2 separate regions of the Ovis aries genome follow, and region 1 is linked to region 2. Evidence: chromatin contacts called from public Hi-C data. All regions are on one chromosome and are shown on one strand. Each heading gives the region's core, a stretch centred on a gene start, on an enhancer-like site or on the middle of the called end of the contact. The rest is flanking DNA. Distances are from core to core; before and after follow the strand shown.

Evidence for each region. A called contact is a pair of places that touch in the nucleus more often than the background predicts.
Region 1: a Hi-C map of hypothalamus shows a contact between it and region 2, with 6 times the contacts expected there. The contact joins two enhancer-like sites. A contact is called at or near these places in 10 of 16 Hi-C or Micro-C datasets (blood, hypothalamus, liver and 5 more).

The regions. Positions count from the first base shown.
Region 1 is chr1:64,052,503-64,057,895 of ARS-UI_Ramb_v3.0, forward strand. All of the region lies in intron 1 of HS2ST1 (heparan sulfate 2-O-sulfotransferase 1), which reads left to right. Among named protein-coding and RNA genes, the nearest start is that of HS2ST1, 46 kb to the left of the region's middle. Within about 2 kb of position 3,464, at least 7 of the 54 cell types and tissues checked have an H3K27ac peak or open chromatin away from gene starts, as enhancers often do. A contact at or near this core is called in hypothalamus, where this site is marked.
Region 2 is chr1:63,949,930-63,955,456 of ARS-UI_Ramb_v3.0, forward strand. No RefSeq gene overlaps it. Among named protein-coding and RNA genes, the nearest start is that of SELENOF, 56 kb to the right of the region's middle. Within about 2 kb of position 3,107, at least 9 of the 54 cell types and tissues checked have an H3K27ac peak or open chromatin away from gene starts, as enhancers often do. A contact at or near this core is called in hypothalamus, where this site is marked.

The DNA.
Region 1 (5,393 bases), core at 2,214-4,713, 100 kb after region 2:
TGACTAGCAGCCAAGAGTCGGACACGACTGAGCGACTTCACTTTCACTTTTCACTTTCATGCCTTGGAGAAGGAAATGGCAACCCACTCCAGTGTTCTTGCCTGGAGAATCCCAGGGACGGGGGAGCCTGATGGGCTGCTGTCTATGGGGTCGCACAGAGTCAGACATGACTGACGCGACTTAGCAGCAGCAGCAGTCTCTTACGAGTCTTTGTATTTCTGTGGTATCAGTTGTAACTGCTCCTCTCTCACTTCTGATTTTATATATTTGGATCCTTTCTTTTCTCACCAGGGGAGCTGGGGAGTGTTGCATCTACCACTGGAGCTCTATAGTTTCCTTGATGTGGCGAGATAGTGCTACATCACTACAGGGAGTATCTCCACACACCCCCACCTCGCCAGCTGAAGTTTTTAGATTTGAAAAACTACTCTCCTTCTCATACAGTCTTGGCACCTTTTAAAACTGCTTTCAGGGCATGAGAGCCTTTTAAGAGGAGATTTTCAGTTTCCTATAGTACTTTGAGACCCTGGGTATCAGCATCTGGTTTTCTAAGCCAGACATTTTAGAAGTTTGTCTATCTGGTATAGATCCCAGCAACTGGGGTGCCTGATGTGGTGTGCCAACTCTTCACCCCTCCGGGGGAAGTACCCGCCTAATGAGATCCCTTATTGCTATGTGTAGCCACAGATGAAAGGGTTTTGGCAAGAGTGTTTCTGTGCTGCTCTTACCCAATTTGATGCGGTCCTCTATCCTTTCTTGTAGCATAGGTGTTCATCTAGTTCTCAATTTCTTTTCATAGAGTATCAATCCATGTGTGTGTGCTCAGTCACTTCAGTCGTGCCTGACTCTTTGCGACCCTATGGACTGTAGCCTGCCAGGCTCCTCTGTCCATGGGGATTCTCCAAGTAAGAATACTGGAGTGAGTTGTCATGCCTTCCTCCAGCGGATCTTCCCGACCCAGGAATCGAACCCATGTCTCTTAGGTCTGCTGCTTTGGCAGGCAGGCTCTTTATCTCTAGTGCCACCTGGTTATGTCTGTAGGAGGAAGTAAGTTCAGGTTCTAACCACGTCACCACCTTGAACCCCCAATCTGTTGCTTTTATTGTTACATGGTTAGTAGGAGAGATATGAATACTAATATCTTAATATATAAAGGATGAAAAACTCTACCGTGTGCTTAAAGCTGCCTTTTTTAGCAGTCATGATGGATTTATACTGATACATTCACACTAGAACCCCTTTGGAATGCCATATATTTGTAGTATTACTGATAGTGTTTGTAAAGTTTTAAATGAACTAAATAGCTAAGGTTCTGTGAGTTTGGGTCATACTTTAATAGATTCCCTTAATCTCAGTCTCATTTCAAAAAGAATTGTATGCATTCTTCAGTGATACAGTAAGATAATGTAAATGGCTAAGGAAATTTGGGTAACTGGAGCATAAAGTATATAAGTAGTCATAAGGATGAAATGATATTCAAAAATGTATGCCATGACATGCAACCTTAAAAGACTCAGAAAAAAAAGACTTAAAAGCCCCGAGTTTTCTAATGGCCAGTGAAAAGAGGGATTAGTGTTTAAAAGAGAAGTGGTGGGTTTTTTTGGCCAAAAAATACTTCAGTTCAGTCCAGTCGCTCAGTTGTGTCCGACTCTTGGCGACCCCATGAATTGCAGTACACCAGGCCTCCCTGTCCATCACCAACTCCCGGAGTTCACTCAGATTCACGTCCATCGAGTCCGAGATGCCATCCAGCCATCTCATCCTCTGTTGTCCCCTTCTCCTCCTGCCCCTAATCCCTCCCAGCATCAGAGTCTTTTCCAGTGAGTCAACTCTTCGCATGAGGTGGCCAAAGTACTGGAGTTTCAGCTTTAGCATCATTCCTTCCAAAGAAATCCCAGGGCTGATCTCCTTCAAAATGGATTGCTTGGATCTCCTTGCAGTCCAAGGGACTCTGAAGAGTCTTCTCCAACACAACAGTTCAAAAGCATCAATTCTTTTAAGGGTCTAAATAGTTAAGTGCCTAAATTAGAACAGCTATTCCTTCTGTAGAAGAGGATTATGAAATCACACATTGCTAAAGGTCATAAGTTTTGTAGTTTCAGTTTTTAAAAAATTGGAGTATAGTTGTTTTATACTGTTGTGTCAGTTTCTGCTGTAGAGCAAAGTGAATAAATCATAATATACATATCTCCAGGCTTCCCTTCATCTGCCTGCAATGCAGGAGACCCCTGTTTGATTCCTGGGTCAGGAAGATTCCCTGGAGAAGGGATAGGCTACCCACTCCAGTGTTCTTGGGCTTCCCTGGTGGCTCAGGAGGTAACGAATCCGCCTGCACTACGGGAGACCTGGGTTTGATCCCTGGGTTGGGAAGATCCCCTGGAGGAGGGCATGGCCACCCACTCCAGTATTCTTACCTTGAGAATCCCCAAGGACAGAGGAGCCTGGCACACCAGGCTGCAGTCTATGGGTTGCAAAGAGTCAAACAACACCCTGTGCCTAAGCATAGCACAGCATACATATATCCAGGCTTCCCAGGTATTGCTAGTGGTAAAGAATCTACCTGCTAATGCAGGAGACAAGAGATGCGGGTTTGAGCCCTGAGAGGGCATAGTAACTTACTCCATTATTCTTTGCCTGGAGAGTCTTATGGACAGAGGAGTCTGATGGGCCACCGTCCATAGGGTTGCAAAGAGTCAGACATGAAGCTACTGAGCACGCACCTACATATGTCCCCTCTTTTTTGGATTTCCTTTCCATTTAGGTCACCACAGAGCTTTGAAGAGTTCTCTGTGCTATACAGTAAGTTCTCATTAGCTGTTTATTGTATACATAATGGTGTATATATGTCAATCCAGTCTCCCAATTCATCCCACTGTGCTCTTCCACTTGTTATCCAGAAGTTTGATCTCTATGTCTGTGTCTCTATGTCTGCTTTGCAAATAAGATCATCTATTAGTATATGTAGTTTCAATTTTAAAATGAAGATATATTTTTATTGTGGGTCACTCTGACATCTCATATTGGTTCTTTATGTTATGCTGTCCAGTATTGTTTTTAAGCTACTTGTTTTATGCTAAATCTATTGTATTTTTGTGAATACCAAAGCCATCTCTCACGATTCACACTGTTTCTCAGTTCAGTTGGGGTTGTTATTGTTGACGATGGAGGCTTCAAGAGACTGTTCTAACTTGTGCCTTCTTATTTTGGAGAATTTCCTTCTGCTTGCCAGTGACTCTAATCTTAGCCTCTTTATCCATTGTTTGGCCTTTTTGTGCTAGGTACTACTTTAACATTTTCAGGCTTTTTTTTGTTCTTTCAGCTCACTCTGTTTGCTGGCTTATCTCTGCTTGACTCCTTACTGCTCAGCAGTTCTCACTTGAGGCATGGCATTTCTCCTTAAACCTGTGAATCTCTGAGGGGTCTTTCTCTGAGGAAGGCGCCTTAGTACTTAGTTTAACATATGTGGCTTTCCAGAATAGCTCCTCACTGCCCTCTTCTGGCTGTGGCTTCAGTTTGTCATTGAGCATGCTTTAGTTTTTAATCCTTAGAATTCTAGCAATATTTTGGATAGATTAGTGGTTCTCAAGATTAGTTGCACATTAGAATCACTTTGGGAAGTTTTTAGAAAAAAGTACCAGTTCCTGGGCTTCACTTGTGAAGATTTTGGTTTAATTGATTTTGAGGGTGTGTTTGGCAGGGCTGGGTGTTGGTGTTTCTGGATCTTGTTTCTAATTCTTTAAAGCAGTCGTCAACATTTTTGGCACCAGGGACTGATTTTGTGGAAGACAATTTTTCCACAGACTGAGATGGGGGTTAGGGATGATGTGGATGGTTTCGAGATGATTCAAGTGCATACATTGAGTTTATACCACTGATCTGATAGGAAGCGGAGCTCAGGTAATGTGAGCAATAGGGAGTGGCTGTAAATACAGATGAAACACCTTCTCCTGTGCAGCCCAGTTCCTAAGAAGCCAGGGACTTGTACCAATCTGTGACCCGGCAGTTGTGAACCCTTGCTTCCGATGATTAAAATCTCTAGCTAGTGATTAAAATCTAACCACTGGTATAGATGCCCCTTGGAATCCTTTACAACTTGAACTACTTAGATATAGTCCTTATGTTTTTAGGTATCATAGTGGATTAAAGAATTTAAATTGAGGATTGTAGGTCTTCAGAAGAGGCATGGATTAGATAAGGATATGATGTGGATAAGACTTTATAAGATCTGTATAATATCTCCTAATACTAGAAGAAGTTTTGGAGTGTACTCTCTTCTATCATTTTCCTGCATTAAGATTCATATCTCAATTTTCACTTCCTTTTTTCTGTCTCAGGGGTTCAGCCTGAGGCTTCTGTCTGGATTTGGCCGTTGGAAGATACTCATACTAAATAAGTGTAGGGGGAACCCTTATACTTCTTAGTTGGGTTAGAAACCTGATGGGAAATATATATTTATCGCAACTTCTTAAATGAAGTTTGTAGTTAAATACCAGTTGTAATTAGCATCTTATTAATAATGTCTTCTCCAGTAATTACATTGTTAAGAATACTTTTGGTATCTCTTGTTTTCACATTTCAGCCCATGGTACAAATTTCTCTTATCTGTTAAATCTCTATTACTAAACTTAAATTTGGGTTATTTTTTTTAAATAATAGAATGTATTTAACTTTTTAGGGATTTAGGATTAGCACTCTAGTGTAAAAGGGAGTTATTTGAATAAGAACCTCTTTTTTTTTTTCCAGAGGAAGATTATAGTAAAATTTATTGGTTTATTTGTTAAAGCATATACTGAGAACTTATCTAATTGATTCTTTTGATTTTTTTTTTTAACCATTAGGGTTCTTGAAAATACAGTACTAGAGGTAACATTTTAGTGTTAGCGAACACTTGTGACATTTGCTAAGTTTATTAATATGATTATAGTTCTTATTTTAATCCTCAAATAAGTTTTAGGATCTTTAGGTTTTTTTAAGTGGCATATTGATGGTGACTGCAGCCATGAAATTAAAAGATGCTTACTCCTTGGACGAAAAGTTATGACCAACCTAGATAGCATATTGAAAAGCAGAGATATTACTTTGCCAACAAAGGTCGGTCTAGTCAAGGCAATGGTTTTTCCAGTGGTCATGTATGGATGTGAGAGTTGGACTGTGAAGAAAGCTGAGCACCGAAGAATTGATGCTTTTGAACTGTGGTATTGGAGAATACTCTTGGAGAGTCCCTTGGACTGCAAGGTGATCCAACCAGTCCATTCTGAAGGCGATCAGCCCTGGGATTTCTTTGGAAGGAATGATGCTAAAGCTGAAACTCCAGTACTCTGGCCACCTCACGCAAAGAGTTGACTCATTGGAAAAGACTCTGATGCTGGGAGGGATTGGGGGCAGGAGGAGAA
Region 2 (5,527 bases), core at 1,857-4,356:
TCAGGAAATAAGGACAAGAAACAGAAAGTTGTGCAGGTCACCCTGAGGTGATTGTCCACTAGCCTGTGGGGCCTGTTGGCGTTGAACACCAGGAGAGATGTTTTCCTCTTCCGTTATATTAATGATACTCTATAAACCTTCGTCTCTTTCCAATTTAAACCATGCTCACGGCTCATCTGACGGCATGAGTGTGGCTGGTGAATACAGACAAAATGAAAGGACTTGGATTATCTACAAAATACAAGGATACCCACCACTCCTAAACAGTTACAGACTCAGGCTTTAGGGATGTTAACTCAGGGACAGGCTTGCAAATTGGACGTGGCCAGTTACTTGGTGGCTCAGACGGTAAAGAATCTGCCTGAAATGTAGGAAACCAGTGGTTTGATCCCTGGCTCGGGAAGAAAATGGCAACCCACTTCAACATTCTTACCTGAAGAATGACATGAGCAGAGGAGCTTGTTGGGCTACAGTCCGTGGAGTCACAAAGAGTCGGGCACGACTGAGCGCCTAAGCACACACACAGTTACCTGGAAGCGTTTGCTTGGGGCCTGTGGTAACTATGGTAACAGAGAAATAACAGAGTGCCCTTGGACTTCTGTCCTCAGCTGTGGAAGGTTGCAGTGTGATGGAACAGTTGCGGCTTGCATCCTACAGTGCCTTCCAACAGGCGGAAGATGTCACAACAGGCGCACCCGAGCCATCAAGCAACCAGAAGAAGCAGTGTTCAGGCTCTAGTGTTAACAGCTGTGCATGACACACACGGCACCCATCGGTATTGACAGTGACCAAGGATCCCAGTTTGCCGGCCATGAAGGCCATTCCCATCGGGGATGGGCTGATAAAAAGTCATATACTAGTGTTTCCACCTGCCTCACCACCCTGCTGCTCCCAGACTAATGGGAAGGATGAAGGGGCTACTTCAAGAACAGTGAGGCCCCCAACACATGGACACACACCAGGAGCAATTGTCCCAGTGCCTGCGCAGTGTTAACCCAGAGGCAACCAGCCCATGCCATCCAACTTCAACTGCTGCCCACCGAAGGACCACTGCCAACTGTGGGTCAGGGCAACAAATCACTTTTACCCTGGCCACAGGGTCTACACTGAGGGGAACACACCACAGAAAGGCCCTGGGGCTGGCAGGTAAGTCCCCATTGATTTGGGTTTGCTTCTTCATGAGGAATAGGATTAGAAAGAGACTTAACACGTTTCACCTATCTTCTACCTGGCCCGTCTGAGACTCCAAAGGTAGCTAATCCCGGCCCCTACTGGAGACAGGCACCACTGTACTGTGGTCTGTTGTTAAGCCACCTCTCCTGGATTCAGCCCTGGCTGTGGGCACTGAGGGTGGACAGGCAGGACGGTGCTGCTGGACAAAGCCCATGGGCAGGGGTGGTATGACCTAGAATGCTGTTACTGCTTGAAGTCTGGCTAATGGTTACAATCTTCCCTGTATTGTGCCTGTTAAATGTCTCCATTTCATCCCTAGTCTGATCAGAGGCTTGACTAGGATTTGAGGATTCAGGGATAACAGTGGCATCACTGTGAAATGAGTTTGTGCGGTCAGTAAGACACCCTTGTTATCCTCCTCTGGACTTCCATGAAAAAAATTGACCCAACAAGCACCTGGCTCCAAAGTTTGCCCATCTTTTTACTCTCTAGCTGTCTGTCTCTGGACTGCATTTGTGGTGTCTGGGTTGCAGTGCACCTCTACATACCTGAGCCCAGGGATAGCATGGAAAAGGGGCAGACCAAGACGGCAAGGAGATGTAGGGGTGGAAAGCATGGTCAGGTCACTCGAGACGACTGTTCTCTTGCTCTCTGCTCATTTCCTGCTCTGCCAGTTCCTGCTTCACTCACATGACTATCTAGCCTCTTAATTACAGGGCTTAATCAGTAACTGGTTACAGGCTTGCCCCCTGCGCTAGCTGCTGGTTTCCCCTCATAACAGATGAACCAACCTGACGTCAATTCACCTATAAATCGTAGTCCCCTTCTCCCCCAAGAAGCAGAGATTGCTGCCATGCCCTGCCTGCTGTCTGCTGACCATGGTGGGATATTGCTCCAGGACCCTTCGCTTTGGACACGTAAGATCCCTTATCCAAAAAGCCACTGATGTCCCTGTCACTGTCTCTGGGCTCTTTCTTTGGTCTTGAGTCTGGGCAACTACAAGGATTGTAGGCCAGGGACTGCACCCCAACAGATGCCAAGGTTATAAAAGTCAAAAAGTGAGGAATGTTCCAGATTGAAAGATACCAAGAGAACACGGCATGAGGAACAGCACCTGTCTTTGGATTAAGTCCATTGTTGCAGAGGAACCTCTGAGACAACTGGGAAAACTTGAACGGGGTCTCTGGGAGACCTGGGAGAAGGATATAGAAGACTTTTCTGAGTGTGGCTGTTTCACCAAACGTTCCTGTAAAGGATTGTTATGGTAATTCAGGTCTCATGGATGAAACAGTGTCAGGTTGGTGGGAGATGGAGATGGGTATAAAACATGTGGCTCTGGACAAGATGGCATACTTGTAGGATAGGAGGAGAGTTAGTGGAGGGGTTTCACCAGGACAGTGAAATGGAAACTCACTTCTACCTTCCTGAGTGGAAATCAGCCACCAACAATCTTTGCCTGAGCACCTTAGCTTTGAACCAAGGTCCACAGACTTGTCACGTTGGTCTGTCTGCTAAATTCACCTCTGGGGTAGCCCCTGAAGGTGTTTTGGGAAGCAGTTGTGAGAGACAGTTGGAGCCTCATTTGCTGCTGCTGCTGGGGCTAAGTCGCTTCAGTCATGTCTGACTCTGCGACCCCATGGACTGCAGCCCACCAGGCTCCCCCGTCCCTGGGATTCTCCAGGCAAGGACACTGGAGTGGGTTGCCATTTCCTTCTCCAATGCATGAAAGTGAAAAGTGAAAGGGAAGTCGTGTCCGACTCCCAGCGACCCCATGCACCGCAGCCTCATTTGGAAACCTTGAAAACATGGGTGTGATGACTAGATTTGGCCAGCAGATGGCAGCATGCAATTTCGGGGAAAGAATGCAAGACAACCCCAGCTGGGAGGTCCAACTGCGGCTTCACTGTCAGCCAGCTGAGGGCAAAGGCCTGCCGGCTCAGTGAGTTGTTGGCCTTCTCTGAATTAAAGGGCTCCTGCCAGACAAAACCTCAGGCAGGCCAACCTCACTCTGGAAATAATGGGAGAAAGAGGAGGAAAATCAAAAGAAAGTCTTCATTGTGTTCTTTAAAGAAAGAAGGCTTTATTTCATTCTAACAAGGCAAAAAAGGAAAGAGAGAAGCCATAATTTAACAGACCCTGAATCAGACTCCTTGAGGGTCCCAAACCTTAAAAGGAAAGAGTTGGACTCACAAGTCATGGGGCCTAAAGTGACATTAAGTATTTAGATAATAATAAAAATGAAGCTTTGATTTTTATCTGTAAAACAGGGATGGAGATTTGAGAATTGTATGAATATCTTTGGTGTTTAGAGCAGGGACTGGTACAAGTAAGTATTCAATAGAAATCAGCTCAATTATGATTTTCTGAACACTTACTATGGGCCAGGGATTGGACTGTTTCATGCTATATCCTGATTTCTTATACTATACTTGTACTATATATTTTATCTCAATTGTTTAAATTTAAAGCTTAGGAAACTTGTCATTTAAACATTTACTGACTGCCTTCTAGGGCCACTGTGGATTCAGCAGAGGTAAGGACAGACCTGTCCTTCAAGAACCAACTCTAGGGACTTCCGTGGTGGTCCAGTGGTTAAGAATCCACCTTGCAACACAGGGGATCAGGGTTCAATCCCTGGTCAGGGAACTAAGATCCCACATGCCGAGGAGCAACTAAGCTGGAGTGCCACAACTACTGATCAGGAGTCCATGTGCCGCAACGAAAGATCCCACATGATGCAAGTAAGATCCAGTGCAGCCACATAAATAAATATTTTAAAAACCCAACAGATTGAAAAAGAGAAAGAAAGAACCAACTCTACAGGTGGGTGCATAGAGCTAGTTAGGAAAAGAGTGAAAATTTAAAACCAAGACTGATTCAAAAACCTGCTTCTACTACCTTCCATAATAAAGAGACCTAACTTTTACAGATGCCTATTGTAACAGACACTTTACCTGTTCAATTTTCATATTGACCCAAACGAGGTAGCAATTGTCACCACTGTTTTACAAATGCTGCTGCTGCTAAGTTGCTTTAGTCGTGTCCGACTCTGTGCGACCTCATGGACGACAGCCCACCAGGTTCCGCCGTCCCTGGGATTCTCCAGGCAAGAGCACTGGAATGGGTTGCCATTTCCTTCTCCAATGCATGAAGAAATATTAAATGAATTCCTCAGTGGCCATAGTGATAAGGAGCAGTCAAGCTTTATGTACTTGAAGCCCATCTTCTTTGCATGGCAACACTCTAGATGATTCCAAGGATCAGAAGAGATCTATACCAGCAGCACCTCATTCTGTCCAAATGTGAATTCCAACACTGACAGGTCATGAAATCAGAAAGGTATCTTGGAGGTAAGGATCCTTCAAGTCTTCAGATTCAGGTGCTTTTTGTTTGCTTGCTTTGCTTTTGTTTTTTCTTTTGCATGTTGCTGAAGCAGCTTTGGGCTCCCCTGGTGTCTCAGACAGTAAAGAATCCACCTGCGATGCAGGAGATCTTAGCAGCAGGATTCAGAATTGAAAGATCCAAAACTGACACTTTGCTCTTTCATGAGCTGCACGATTGTAAAGCAAGTCATTTAGACTTTCTGGTACTCAATTTCCTCATGGAAGATAATATGTATGACATTGGAAAACTGAAGATTCAGTAAGATAGTTTATGTAAAACCGCTTTGTACAGCCTAAAGGGAAATTGAAGAATTACGTCAATCCTTGTCAAAAATTTTTCCTGTGAAATCTAGTTCAAGACTTGCTATTCAACATCCTTTGTCCTGGATTCAAACTATCTTCCTAGTCTTAACCCTTATGTTTTTAAGTAGAGGTAGGAATTCTAGTTTAAACTGGCTTAAGAGATAAAGGGAATTCATTGATGTCGTAATTAACTGGCTAATGGATTACTCACAGATTGTTTCAGCTTCAGGAGTGAATTGATCAGAAACGAGGTTTTATCTTTCTACCTTCGGGATGCCTTTCAGCTGTGCTGGCTTCATTCTTAGTCAAGCTCTGCCCTCATGGTCACGAGCTGGTTGCAGCAGCTCCTGTCTCTACATCCTCTTAATTTCAAATCCAGTGGAAAGAGACTTTACAGTTAAATTCTGGATAAAACTCTGTCACTTTCAACACATGTCTTGCCTCTGATTCTCACTGGTCCAAATTGAGTTACATGCCCATCATTGAATCAGTCACTCTGGGGCTAGATTATGCTGACTAACTGAACCCAGTTGGGACCCGAATTAGAAGCTGAAGGTTGTCAATCTCTTACTACTAATGAGATGGAGAAGGAAATGGCAGCCCACTCCAGTATTCTTGCCTGGAGAATCCCATGGACAGAGGAGCCTGGTGGGCTACAGTCCACGGGG